Linked DNA regions of Zea mays: regions 2 and 3 are each linked to region 1. A link is a contact called in public Hi-C data. All regions are on one chromosome and are shown on one strand. Each heading gives the region's core, a stretch centred on a gene start, on an enhancer-like site or on the middle of the called end of the contact. The rest is flanking DNA. Distances are from core to core; before and after follow the strand shown.

Evidence for each region. A called contact is a pair of places that touch in the nucleus more often than the background predicts.
Region 2: a Hi-C map of bundle sheath shows a contact between it and region 1, with 4 times the contacts expected there. The contact joins the promoter of LOC100501832 here to the promoter of LOC100501498 in region 1. A contact is called at or near these places in 8 of 25 Hi-C or Micro-C datasets (bundle sheath, ear, leaf and 4 more).
Region 3: a Hi-C map of tassel shows a contact between it and region 1, with 3 times the contacts expected there. The contact joins the enhancer-like site here to the promoter of LOC100501498 in region 1. A contact is called at or near these places in 5 of 25 Hi-C or Micro-C datasets (bundle sheath, ear, leaf and 1 more).

What each region holds. Positions count from the first base shown.
Region 1 is chr8:98,553,898-98,556,597 of Zm-B73-REFERENCE-NAM-5.0, forward strand. LOC100501498 reads right to left here and starts at 1,444. Exons shown (of 1, transcript NM_001322947.1): 1 at 1-1,444. The coding sequence starts at 1,374.
Region 2 is chr8:98,362,772-98,365,471 of Zm-B73-REFERENCE-NAM-5.0, forward strand. LOC100501832 reads right to left here and starts at 1,339. Exons shown (of 2, transcript NM_001196483.1): 1 at 626-1,339; 2 at 220-544. The coding sequence starts at 1,287. The coding sequence ends at 319.
Region 3 is chr8:98,771,328-98,774,027 of Zm-B73-REFERENCE-NAM-5.0, forward strand. No RefSeq gene overlaps it. Among protein-coding and RNA genes, the nearest start is that of LOC103637126, 29 kb to the right of the region's middle. Within about 2 kb of position 1,269, at least 14 of the 20 cell types and tissues checked have an H3K27ac peak or open chromatin away from gene starts, as enhancers often do. A contact at or near this core is called in bundle sheath, ear, leaf and 1 more, where this site is marked.

The sequences.
Region 1 (2,700 bases), core at 194-2,693:
GCCTAGCGGGAAGCAACGGGGCGCGGCCTCCCACTCCGCCGCGGCGCGCCGGATCGCGCCGTCCTTGTGCGACGCCACGGTGGCGTTCAGCCGGGCGGCCGCCCAGCCCAGGTCGTTGGACGCCAGCTCGGCTACGGTGGCCGTCGTCGCCACGCTCTGGATCGCGTTGCCGAAGTAGAGCGGGGAGATCGCCGGGCGCAGACGGTGCCGGCAGTTCACGGCCATGCGGAACGTCGTCGTCTTGTCGGCAGCCAGCAGCCGGCGCGCGCGCGTCACCGCCCTCCAGATGTGCGCGCACAGCGACTGAAACGACGAGATTTCACCGGAACGCCCTTCAAGTCTGGAGTCGTCGTGCGCGAGCTTGCCGTTAGCCTCGGCTTCCTGACCTGCTCTTTTCGAGCGGTTGGCCGTCGCCTTCAGCTCGCTGATTGCGGCAGCACTGAAGTGGAGGATCCGCTCGCGGAGCGGCGCGTCGGCGTCGAACGTCACGGCGGGGCTCGCGCCTCCGGGGAAGCGTAGGACGGCGGTGGAGTCGCCGAAGAAGTTGCGGCGGAAGTCGGGCTCCCGGACCGGCGCGCCGCGGCACAGCCCCGCCCACGTGTTGAAGAAGTGCCAGAAGGAGGTGCCGTCCACGACGGCGTGGTTGGCGACGAAGCCGACGAACACGGCGCCGTCGCCGAGCACGGTGAGCTGGAACGCCGTGAGCGGGCGGCCGTGGCCGCCGTAGCTCACCGTCCGGTCCATGGGGAACAGGCCGTTCGTCAAACGGGTCGGCACGTCGGCGCCGGGCACCAGGAAGTCGCCGAGCGACAGAGACGGCGCCACCGCGTGGTAGAACTCGACGGCGGCGTCGTCGCCGCCGCACCGTATCACGATGCTGTCGTCGTGGAGCGTGACGAGGCGGCCGGCGAGCGCGGGGAAGACGCCGAGCGCGCGGGAGAGCGCCGCCACGAGCGACGACACCAGCGAGGCCGCCAGCACGCCGGGAGGAGGCGGCGGGAAGAACAGCCCCTTCTGGATGTAGTGGCACGATAGCATCGGCATGTCCGACACCGAGAGCCTGAGGTCTCCACTGCCGACCGCCGCCGACGCGCCGGCGGGCCGGACCGTCTGCTTCGAGACGACAGAGATGGCCGGCGCCGGCGCGTCCTTGCAAAGCATTCTGTTCGGCGCGATGGCTGGGTACGCGGCGACGGCCGAGGCAGCCTCCACCAAGGCATCGGCGGATATCGGTGGGGCCATCATCGGATCGTGCTTATCTGGAATAATCGTAATTGAAGTGTGTGGTGATGTGTGGTGCTGCGGACCTTTATATAGGCAAGGCAAGGCATCCAGAGAGCTTGGATCCGTGCACATGCACTTGTTCATCTGCATCTCGCCTGTTCGCGTCGTATTCTTGGGCCCATTTGCATGGAGCTTCAGCTTGAGGCTACCGATGATGGAGTTGAAGCTCACTGCTCACCGGAGACCGAACCAAACACAAGTAGTGTCGAGGATCTGCACCTAGCCGAACCGGGTGTGGAACGGCTGTTGCACGCACGTGCTACACGACCGCCCCTCGTGCGGGCTGTCGCGTGGTCCACCGCGCCGCCACAAGGCGCCAGGGCTCGGGAAATATTAGTATCCCCGCGACGGTGCGGCGTTGCTGTCATGCTGTCACGGGGCTGGCCGTGGCCGTGGCCGTGCGGGACACGGGGAGAGCAAGCACGGAGCAGAAGCAGAGCACCGGACAGCCATCAGACAGCGCCACCCGCGGGGGCCAGCGCCCACGCGCGGCCGAGGTTCGCGGCAGCCGCGGCGGGTGGCAGCGCACATGGCACACGGCCCCGAGGCCCCAGGCTCCACCCGCGCGCGCGGCGTGGAAGCGGCGGAGCCACAGCTTTGCGTCGGAGACGGAGGGAGCTCGACGTCGGGTTTGGTGGCTCGTCCGCTCGTGGATGGTACGCTGTACAAGGCCACTAGGGTGCCGCACGCTGCTTGTAGTGACAGGGTGTCGGCCGGGCGCAAGTGAACGACGACGACGCACCCGCGAGGAAGCACCGTGTTTATGGGCTTACCGATCTGACACCTGCGCGCGTTGCTGTCCCATCGGGCCGTCCCTGGCTAACCTGGGCAAGTTGTAACCCAATTGTGATGAGCCCATAAACCAGGCCACAATTTTGAGGTATCCTGCGCCATGTTTTCTGGGGAAACTAGGCCTTGAGTGCCAGTGCCACCCACGGAACAAACTGTCCGAATATGAGGCCTGCTGTCATGAAGCCTAGGAAGTCAGTGTCACTACGCTTCTACGTAGCACAGCCATTGATGTTTTGCACCTCTGATGGCAATGGACCTGATTCCTGATTCTCCACAAGGAATTTATCTAGTAGGGAATAAGAATAGAAAAGTTTCTTACCTCCTGGCGAGGGTATAAACGGGAAAAAACTGTTCTCCGTAAACAGAGATGGGACGGGAAAAATTCTTCATCCTCGTTCTTCGCGTGATATATTAAATTTGTATGTGACCATGTTTTTATGTAATAGTTATTAATAAAATTAAATAATTATCTTATCAGAAGATTACTTATTGTACAGATGTGTTTATTTTAATGTACATATAATGATTTTTTATATTAAGTGATAATATTTTATATTAATAATAAATAATGTATATCATAATTATAATTTAAGAGAACAGAGATGGGAAAGAAACCTTCCCTGT
Region 2 (2,700 bases), core at 89-2,588, 190 kb before region 1:
TTTGCCCGGGTTCCCCGGAGCGGGCGAATCAGCGCCACCGCCACCACCATGTCTGTCCTCCTGGATCACAGCTCACTCCACTGCCCACGGCACGCACGCACGCACTCTTCTAATCAGACTAAAAAGTAAAGGGCCGATATCACGTGTCAGCTCCACTCCACCGCCCGGGCCAAGGTGTGACGCCGTGGTCTAGGCGTCTCGCGGCGCGGGCGCGGCCGCCCCCGTGCATGCTGCAAGAACTTTACTTCCTGAATCCATTTTTTTTCTTCTTTTGACCGGCCCGGATCGTGTTGATCCTCGGCGGCGCCGGCGCGCGCGTCAATCGAGTGGGTAGCATGTGTCGTCACCTCCGGTGTTCCAGAGGAAGTGCGCGTAGGCCGCGGCGTGGTGGGCGTTCCCGGGGTCGGCCGCGATGGCCTCCTGGTAGGTCTCCTCCGCGCCGGCGAGGTCGTTCCGCGCCTTCCACAGAAAGGTAGCGTACCAGCTCAGCGCCTCCGAGTCCGCCGGCTCCGCGCGCACGGCCCTCTCGAAGTAGTGCTCCGCCCTGCGAAGAGACGTGTGAGCTATTTGATGAACAACTGCGGGTGCGTCGTCAGTTCGTCGAACGGGCTTGGGGGGAACGGACCGGTCGTGGTCGTTCTGCACGAGGTAGAGGAACTGCGCGAAGTTGGCGAGGATGAGCGAATTGTTGGGCGCAGCGGCGACGGCCTGCTCGTATCTCTGCTGCGTCAGCGTGTGCTCGGCGTGGTCCTCGGTCTCCAGCTCAGTCTCCACCGGCGCGACGAGGCCTCTCAGCACGTCCGAGTCGCTCAGCTCCTCGGCGCGCGCGCTGGCCTGCATCTTGGAGGCCTCCGCGAGCATCATTTCCCAGATGGCCTCCTCCGCCGCGTTCGCAGCGTATTGGGCGGCGGTCTCAGCCCCGGGGGGTGCCGAGGGCTGCTGCGGCGTCACACGGCTTGGTCGATATAAGGACGACTCGTCCGACCGGCCATCGCCGGTGGCGCCCGAGACAGGCGGCGTCTTGCCGCCCCCACCGTCGTTCCCGCTGACCGAGGCCGTCCTGCCGACAGAGAACGCCTTCACCGAAGCCGCGTCGAACCGGGACCGGGACCGGGACGGCTCCGCGCGCTCGGCAGGCGGAGTTGGGGGGATGGTGGCGGCTGCAGCGGCGACGCTGTGGCCCATCGACTGGACGGTGAAGTTGGCGAGGAGGAGCATGAGGGAGAGCATGAGCGCCGGCGTGCCCGCGAAGATATGCTGGAAGAGCCAGACGAAGGAGGCGTGCATCTCGCCCTGCACGCGCGCCAGGACGCCCTGCAGGTCGTCGCAGACCACCGCGTCGCGTATCTGCTGCAGCGCGAAGCTCTGCAGCTCCCGCACAATGAGCACCATCGAGGAGAAGGCGCGGCCCACCGACTCCCCGGCGGCGGAGACCAGCAGCCCCTCGTCCCAGCGCGGATGCCGCGCCGCCGCCACCAGCTGTTGCTGCCTTTTCCGCTTCATCATTCGCAGCGACAGCGGCAGCCCGACGTTGCTCGCGCTCCGCTCCACGCTCGCGGGCCAGCCGCAGCCCACCGCGCCCGCCGGCTGCAACTGCAACCCAGCCGCCGCCGCGAGCTCCTCGATCCTCTTCATAAACTCCGCGTCCCCGCCACCCATACCATCCAAACTCGCGCTCAGCGCGCACCTCGCTGGCGTCCGAGCTGGAGGCGGCGGCCGCACCATCACACCGGTTCCCCAGTATACGGGTGACCGGGATCTCGCGAGCCCGGCGCACCCGCGGCCACCTCCTCCAAGGAAGGCGGGCAACGGCCGAGAGGAGGTCGAGGGCGACGTTGAGGCGGAGGAGGAGCGCGCGCACGGCGACGGTGCCACCGCGGCCACCTGGAAGCCCATGATCTTGTTCGGCCGCGGCGGGTGTCCAACGAGAGACCTCGAGCGCCCCCCGGCTGGCCTTTGATTGGGCCACCACCGCCGCACTGGGGAGGTGTGGAAATAGCAGTGCGCGCACAACCGCAGCCCGCAGGAGGCCGGACAAATGCGAGGAAAACAAAGGAAGGCGTTGGGGCACTTTTAATAAGGGTCCGTAGGTGCTAGGGACGTACTGTGAGGGTTCCACTTTATGCTTCATCATTTTTTTTTGTGTATGTTTGATTTGTTGCAAAAAAAAACATATTTCTTCGCATATTATTGTGCTGCTATATTGCTTATTCCTTTTCTTGTAAATAAATCAGGTGGAAGGGAAAGCTGGTGATGCGGACGCGACAGGCGATGAGAACGCAAATGGACGGCTGCGCGAGGGCAAAAGATGGGCGCGACGGGGCACGGACTGTGTACGGCCCGGACAAGTGAGGCACGCGTTGAGGGGCCCTGCGCTTTCCCGAGGTATCGGACGGTGGGGTGGAGTTGGGGGGGGCGGGTGCCGGCGAATATGCCGGATGGGACCTGGACGCTTCCCCTCGCCCGTCCACGCGCCGCACATGTGGAATTTTGCGTGCGCACGGGTCGGTGAATTGCTGCTAGCTGGGTGGTTGCGGCGCAGGGATGGGGGCGGCCGTGTCGTCCGCGTGCCGCGTGCGGGAATTGGCCAATTGGGGGCGGGGGTCGTAGAAGCTGTAGCTGGAGGTACAGCCGGGCATCGTCAGGGGTTTTTTTTGAGAGGAGGGAGGAATCTCTACTGAAAATTTTATTACTACTGAA
Region 3 (2,700 bases), core at 19-2,518, 220 kb after region 1:
TGATACAAGTTGTATATTATATTTGTATATTCGGCTTGCTCGAAGGAGAGAATGCTAGTACAGCCTTCCAATAAAAGCATGAACAATATGTGGGTACTGTTCATCTATTTATAGGCATGGGACGCGGTCCAAACAAAATTACAATTATGACCCTGATATCTATACATTGCTCTAATACAAATATCAAGGATAAACATGTCTTTTTATTGCTGTCTTGATTTCATGTATGACCTTCGTGATCATCTTAAGATGAAGCTTTAGTTCTTGCCGAAGCTTCGATGTATTTCTTGCGTGTCTGTCACAGCTTCGGCACTCAGTTCCTTTGATGTATCTTTGTCAAAATAAATTACAAACGGTTTCTTCATCCTGAGGATCTTCGGCAGAGAAACAGACCCCAACAAGTAGCCTCGACTTACAGAACCGCTAGTGAAAACACATTTTCGCTGAAGGTTAACTTAAAAAAAACCACCAGCGAAAACCATGCATATTCACAGACAAACTGTCGGTAAAAATGTGTTTTTCACTGACGGTTTTATTAAGAGAACCACCTGTGAAAATGCACGGTTTCACTGGCGGTTTTTTAAGTTAACCGTCAATAAAAATCTATTTTCACATGCGGTTCATTAATCAAACCGCCATGGGTGACATTTCTGGTATAAATACCCTTTCTTCTCCTCCAAGAACTTAAAAACCTGTCAGTGGAAAGATTTATTTCCATTGGCCACTAGCGCTTACGGTTCTGGAAAACACTAGCAAAAATAGGTTGTGAACTGCCTCTATAGAGCTTCTTTGTACTAGTGATAGATTCTAGGTAGAATTTGAACATCGAAACCTTCACCGACTTGCAATCCTCACAACGTTTCGTGACCCTTATCGGTGTGAGAAGAGGGCTTTTTGGATGGTCTTTCTTCCATATACCATCGTCAGAAGGATGTCCCTGCACATCACGGCTTCCTAAACAAAAATCAAATTGGACGGGAAACAACTTTCACTTCACCACCGGTTCGTCTCTTATAAACGAAGCTGCAAGATTAGGGTTGAAAACGGGACAGGTACCTGGATCGGATACTAGATACAGGTAGTGAAATAACACGAATTTTCAGATATGGATACAGTTATTTTTGTTACCAGAATGGATACGGTTACTACTCGCATAATAACCATTTGGATACAGGTAGGATATAAAATCATAGTACCCAGTAACTATCCGTATATCTCATATCGGATATGGGTATCCGACGGTCGGGTACCCGGGCCAGCGTCTGCACTTCGTCTTCTGCCTTGGCGCATTGCGCTATCGGCCTGCTGGCCCAATGACGGATGGCCCATTACGTACGTGTGTTCGCACTTCAAACAAACAAATGACACGAGAGATTTGCAAATTGTTTTTTTTTGTTACACTAGAGGGCATGGAAACATGAGACAAAAGGTATTTAAAAATTGGAGAAACCTTAACATGGGCTATGAAATTAATCGGCCGAGAATACTCCCGCTAGCCAAATTGACGTAAAAAGGTACCCCTATAATTCGCGTGGTGAACAACGTATTGTATATTTCTTCTCGAATTGATTGCTTTACCGTATGGGGGCACAATATATCCATTAGTTGTTTCATTTGGTGATGTGAAAGTATTGAACATTTAAATGCCAACTATCTATTATCTGTTATATATTTGTGGACTTGCGTATTATATCTAAAAGAAATATGCTGCTGATTTTTTTTAAAAAAAAACTGTATTAGTGGTTGTATAATATCCTTGTGATTAGTAACTTCGAACTACATTATGTCAATTTTATCTGTTTATTTTTCTATATTTGAGCTATCATGTACATGATTATGTATTTTTTTATTTGATTTGTTTGTTGAACAGTACTACTACGTGCAGTTGCGTCAACTCTTACACTGTCAATAATTGCAGTCCCCTTCGTTTTCGTTTTTTTCTGATCGTCAAATCAGTCCTCGCTGATAGATGAGGACATATCCTTTGCAATCAATCATTTTGGTGCAAGCGTGCAATCAAACTATCCAGAGCATCCAATCTAGATCCAACGGTTTCATATGGAAGGGTTAAAAGTAAAATAGGTACTATGTTTTAGGTGGAAGGGGTTAAATATAAAATAACAGTCATCATTAGATCTAGATTAGATGCATCAAACCGCTTGATTGCACGCTTGCACCAATATATATGATTGCACAGGATATTTTCCCCTGATAGATAGATATGCTTATCTTTGAAAGAACCCCGGTAGAGGGCGAACCATCAGCACGCCAGTATTGGCCAGACTTGCTGCGCCTCCTGAATGCCCATGACGACGACGCAATTGTTTTTACTCCCCCGGTGTTCCCCATTCATCAGTCTATCGTGGCATGCTGGCCTCGTCCCTCGTCGTCGTCGTCGCGCCGGCCGCCATGGGCGCATGTGCTGCGTAGTGCGTCCCCAGTTTCAACTTTGCGCAGAGAACAAAAACAATCGGATGGTCCCTCTTCCGTTCCTCCTTTTGCAGAAACAATCAGCTAGCGTATGTTTGCTTGGGAAGGGGTGTTAATTGCGCCCCCGCCCTGCTAGATTAATTCCAAGGCACGCAGGCAGGTGCGTGCGTTTTGTAATGGTTGCAACTGGGGAGGTCGGTCCCCTGGCGGCTACTACGGCGATGGCTACGTAAAACGTACCTGGTGCTGAATTGCCGGTCCGGTCCGGTC